2 separate regions of the Triticum aestivum genome follow, and region 1 is linked to region 2. The links are chromatin contacts, called in public Hi-C maps. All regions are on one chromosome and are shown on one strand. Each heading gives the region's core, a stretch centred on a gene start, on an enhancer-like site or on the middle of the called end of the contact. The rest is flanking DNA. Distances are from core to core; before and after follow the strand shown.

What was found. Hi-C and Micro-C count contacts between places; a contact is called where the count stands out from the background.
Region 1: a contact with region 2 is called in a Hi-C map of leaf, with 6 times the contacts expected there. The contact joins the promoter of LOC123045122 here to the enhancer-like site in region 2. A contact is called at or near these places in 3 of 5 Hi-C or Micro-C datasets (all in leaf) and 1 of 1 datasets of contacts at active chromatin or transcription factors (leaf).

The regions. Positions count from the first base shown.
Region 1 is chr1A:260,044,739-260,047,438 of IWGSC CS RefSeq v2.1, reverse strand. It overlaps LOC123045122 (protein NRT1/ PTR FAMILY 5.2), which reads right to left and starts at 1,256. Exons shown (of 4, transcript XM_044468069.1): 1 at 978-1,256. The coding sequence starts at 1,110.
Region 2 is chr1A:259,863,506-259,866,205 of IWGSC CS RefSeq v2.1, reverse strand. No RefSeq gene overlaps it. Among protein-coding and RNA genes, the nearest start is that of LOC123045113, 15 kb to the right of the region's middle. Within about 2 kb of position 1,430, at least 2 of the 8 cell types and tissues checked have an H3K27ac peak or open chromatin away from gene starts, as enhancers often do. A contact at or near this core is called in leaf, where this site is marked.

The sequences.
Region 1 (2,700 bases), core at 7-2,506, 180 kb before region 2:
ACAAATCGTTGCTTCAGTCGTGGGCCTAAACACATTGCTGCCTACTGTTTATGATGACAAAATCATGAACTAAACAGCTCAAAAAGAAATCATGAACTAAACAAATACTACTACTGGTAATATCCTAAACTAGCTTGTATCGCAGCGTCCTAGGACTCTACGAATATTAATTTATGCACGGCGCTCTTTCATTGCCTCCTTCGTTTTGTTACAGCCGCCGGTCTATAGCCATCTATCTCGAGCAAATTTATTGTGATTAGGTTTGTCTTGCTTGTCAATTCACGCAAGTAGTACATCCATTACTGCAGACGGCGTACGTCCACAGAGCACGTGGGCGGGATAGTGCCACACCGGGGAAGCAGGACACGGACACTCAAAATCGAGGGACGGATGGCTCCGAGTTCATGTATCCCTGCCGCTGCTTATTCTTTGGACGAGTGCACACAGCATGCACGTATTTTAACTTTTTTCTTTTGAGAAATCTTTAACGCTCCTATGCCCGCAGCGCAGTTCCTGTGATACGGGGATCGTTTCTTGTCTGAATATAAAGCAGGATGGCAGGTTCCTGCAGGTCGTCAGAAAAGATCGCCAGTCCGATCCTAACATGAACCAAACCATTTCATGATCCCGTTGACCATGCCATATCTATGCATGTGCCCAGCAGAGAAAAATAAACTCGATCGTACACACGTACAGTATTGTTCAATCAACAACTAACATGAGCCTCCATCGCCAAAAATAAATAAATAAACAATGAGCGTGAGCCTATGGGCCTAACAAAGATCGTTATTTTGTTTTTATTTTGTTTCAAGAAAGAAAAGAAAGACGCAGACGCCTATGGAGGAGAACCCCTGGCTACGAGGCCGGAGACAGAGAGAAGCAGCTGAACTGAAGCAAGCCGGAGAAGCGCCGGAGGTGGAGCAGATGATTTCGCCGGCTAGCTAGCTAATTGGTGAGTGGTAAAGTAGAGTAATTACCTACGACGAAGGCGCAGGCTCTCCAGCCTCCTCGCTTTGAGCGGAGGATGGGGTTGCCGTGGAGGTCTGTGGTGCCGTCCTGCGTGTACTCGCCGTCGCTGCCGCCGGCCTCCAGCCGGGTCGTCCCCGCCATGGACGCTCCCTGTCTGTCTGTGGACTATGGAGGGAGGGAGGGCACTGCTAGTTCTCCGGGTGCCTGCGTGAGCTGAGCTCCTATGTACTTGTCCATTTATAAGCCCGGTCTTGGCGGGCAGCGACTTGGCAAGTGGCGGGTTGGACTGCGGGGAGTGCCAAAAATGTCTGGACAGCGGGGTTTTGGACATCGCAACCAGAAACTAAAAAGAACCAGTTAAAAATAAAAGAAACTAAAAAGAAAGCACGCCATTTGGTGGGCTCCCAAGGGCGCCAGTACTACGTACCTGATTGCGTACTCAACATAGTATTTTCTTGGACGACTTGTTTTATGGTTCTTTTCAGAAAATCTTGGACGACTTGATACCTCCACACTTGGAGAGGTGGCTAAGTTAATCAGAGTTGGTGGCCTTGCAATTATGCGCATTTACCATTGCACCCTAGACGATTCACTTGCTGCAGAATACTTGTTGTGTTCCCACCTCGTTGAGGTTTCCAAAAGAGTGTGAACTCCGCCGCCGGAACCGGAAGGGTTGGTGATGGTAAATGTTGACGCTGCTTTCCTTTTCGACACTGGGTAAATGGGTGCAGGTGTCGTGATTCGTGATCATCATAGGGAGTGTGTGGCCGCCAGCAGATGTTCCTTTGATAAAGTACCTGAACCTGAGTTGACGGAGGCCACTGCTATGCGTTAGGCTGGTCACAATGGAGAGGAACTGTTGGGGAACGTAGCAGAAATTCAAAATTTTCCTATGTGTCACCAAGATCTATCTATGGAGAAACTAGCAAGGAGGGAAGGAGAGTGCATCTACATACTCTTGTAGATCGCTAAGCGGAAGCGTTCAAGAGAACGGGGTTGAAGGAGTCGTACTCGTCGTGATCCAAAACACCGGAGATCCTAGTGCCGAACGGACGGCACCTCCGCGTTCAACACACGTACAACCCGGTGACGTCTCCCACGCCTTGATCCAGCAAGGAGAGAGGGAGAGGTTGAGAAAGACTCCGTCCAGCAGCAGCACAACGGCGTGGTGATGGTGGAGGAGCGTGGCAATCCTGCAGGGCTTCGCCAAGCACCGCGGAAGAGGAGGAGGAGGAAGAGAGGCAGGGCTGCACCAAGAAGGAGAGGTTCTCATGTGTTGGCAGCCCCAAAACCTCAAGTATATATAGGGGGGAAGGGGGCTGCGCCCCCTTTAGGGTTTCCCACCCCAAGGGGTGCGGCCAGCCCTAGATGGGACTTGGAGGGGGCGGCCAAGAGGGGGAGAGAGGGGGCGCGCCCTAGGGTGGGCCTATAGGCCCATCTGCGCCTAGGGTTTCCCCTCTCCCCTCCTAGCTGCGCCTTGGGCAAGGGTGGGAGGCGCACCAGCCCACTCTGGGGCTGGTCCCTTTCCACTCTAGGCCCATGCAAGCCTCCGGGGCCGGTGGCCCCACTTGGTGGACCCCGGGACCCTCCCGGTGGTCCCGGTACGTTACCGATAAAACCTGAAACTTTTCCGGTGACCAAAACAGGACTTCCCATATATAAATCTTTACCTCCGGACCATTCCGGAACTCCTCGTGACGTCCGGGATCTCATCTGGGACTCCGAACAACA
Region 2 (2,700 bases), core at 181-2,680:
GACTGTAGAGCCGAGCGGCCGCCGCTCCGGGGCGCCAAGGCCAGGCTCCGCCGGGGCCTGGGACGAGGCAGCGGGGAGGGACGACGCCATTGCAGCCGTGGTGTCGGGGAAGACGAGCCGCTGGTGGATCGGCGGACGAGCGGCAGACGAAGGCCCGGCGGGAGCCCGGGGGCGGGGTTGGCGGGGGCCGCGAGATGGTGGTGTTGGTGGGTTGTGGCGCAGAGGAAGTGGTGGTGGTGGTGGCGGACTACAGAGCGGTGGGAGCGGGTGGCGTGGGAGGTGCTTGGAGCGACAGCTCCGGCGCAGGTGGCCGAGGCGCCCGCAGTGGATGCAACGGACACGGCTTGAGCAGCGAACGGTGGGGTGGGCGGATTCGAGGCACCTGTGGCAGCAGCCGGCAAGGTCGGCTTTGTAGGAGTAGTGGAAGTGGTGTGGCGTCGCGGCTGTAACTGGTGGAGGCGATGCCTTGCCCCGCCTCCGGGAAACCAGCTGCCAGGCCGCCCCCCATCCCCATTGATGGCCCTGGGCGGATCAGGCGCAGCAATAACCATCGTCGCAGGCGAAGATCCAGCGGTAGTCGAAGACCCAGACGCATGGGGCGCCGGCGCGGCTTCAGAGGCCGGGATCTCGGTCTCTCCCATGCCGAACCGGACGACCGACGCATATGACCGCGGGGTCGAAGGCGAGCCGTCTCCCTCAGATCCGTTGTCTGAGAGGCAAAGGCGTGCCTCCGAGCCAGACGTGCCCGGGAAGTGCGGCGAGGCTGGCAGCGCGGGGCTAGCCATGCGGCATGTTGACCGGCAGGCGGGGTACGGCACGGTGGGAGTCGCCGTGGCCAAGGTGGCCACGGGCGGGGAGCGGCGGCGCGGAGCGGTGCCTTGCTGACATGCATTTGTTTGGTTTGTATGAAATCCGACCGAATTTATATGAATTTCATCCGGTTTGTTCAAAAAGAATTTGAAATGTGTGCGGCTACGATTGGATGGCGGCCTTCCACATACATACTCGCGGACTGGTCTTTTTGTCCACAGACGGATGCAGGAGAAAATTTACAGGTCCCGTTGGATATATACCAAGTCCCAAAGCCTTCTCTCGTTCGGATGCAGGAGTATAATATTTATTTGACGATTAATGTCATTGTGTTTTGACCAATGAAATATTACGTACCCAATCCCTAGAGGAAGAAAACCAATAGTTCATCTGTCGACTGGTTGTTTTCTTAACCTGAATCCTCTGGGTTGTAATGAACTCATGATCTGTTCCTAGCGTTATCACAGCGTCAGCTCTAACATCTTACGTAATACTCCTACTAGCCAGTTAGAGAATGCACCACGGTACCGCTACCGCGACATCGATCCATGTACTGTACTTATCTACAAGCCATCACCATCGTAGCCGGTCAATAGGTCACCGGTCAAAGCAGCTGACTTTGCAGCTGGATTGGCGTCCGACGAAGTCCACGTCTGTGCTGAGCAGTCTCGCGGCTATAGGTCAAATATACGTAACCCAGGGCCCCTCCACGATGACAATAATGCAGCATGCGTTTCTACTAGCAACTTGGTTCGAAATTTGGCATGCGGCTAGGCAGCTGGTTTTTTGTTCCCCAAAGAGGTTAAAACTCGGTGTACTCCAACAAAGTTTGACTTTCCAACAGAAATGCACTCTTTCAAGGACGAAGAAAGTATATCATTACGCTGTACACATCACTTTAATCAAAGACTATCTGTCTGTACTTGCAACAGAAGAAAAAAATATGATATACAACAATAAAAATTAGATGTGCATGCAAAAACAAATACAAAATTGAGGTTTAATTAAAATGGCAGCCTTGTCTAATTAAACCTCAATTGTGGAGGGGCCTGAGTTTAGGTTGCCTTGTCTCTCTTTTTTTTCGTGTGTATCATCATGTCTCACAATCCTGCCTTTGGTTACTGTGATTAATGATTTTGATGGTGCATTGTCCTCCTTACATATTCATGGCAACCCTCACACACTCTTTGAGAGTTAATTTCTTGTGGTCTTTAGACCGTAAATAATTTCTTTCGGGTTGTGATTTAATTTGCTTGAGCCATACATGTCCCCTCCTTTATCGAGTATTTCTCTTTGTTCTCTTTGTTTCTTGGATTTATGAGAAGGCTTGCTGATATTTCAGACAATTTGCAAATGTATGTAAATTGATGGGATTAAGTGTAAAGAATTGAGTTGATACTATTAATTGGCTAACAAACCCTCTATAATAACACAATTCTATCCTTTGGCTGGAGCCTTCTTTTCGGTAGGGGAGATACTGAGTTTGAATCGTGCACGGGTCGCTTTTTTCTTTTGGACCTTGATAAGTGCCATATGTATGGTACTTCGGAGTACAAAGACATGGCAATTGTGAACGGTTTTTATGACAAGTTTAGTGCGCAAGGATGACAACTGTATTTTCGGATGACAAGTTTAAGTTTCTTTTGAATTTATATTTTAGTTTGGAATGGCAATTTAAGTTGTAAAAAACGTCAGGACCGAAATGCTTCGTGACACACGTGTGGTACTTATCATTTCTGCTTCTTTTCCCTGCGGCCCAATCAAAAGAAAAAAATAGATGCGCCGGACCTTCAGCTCTTGCGTGCGTGTAGCTAGCCAGTCGGCCTGATGACCATTTCATGAATACAAACAGCGAGAAACATTAAAGAACTAAACAACAGCAACAGCAGA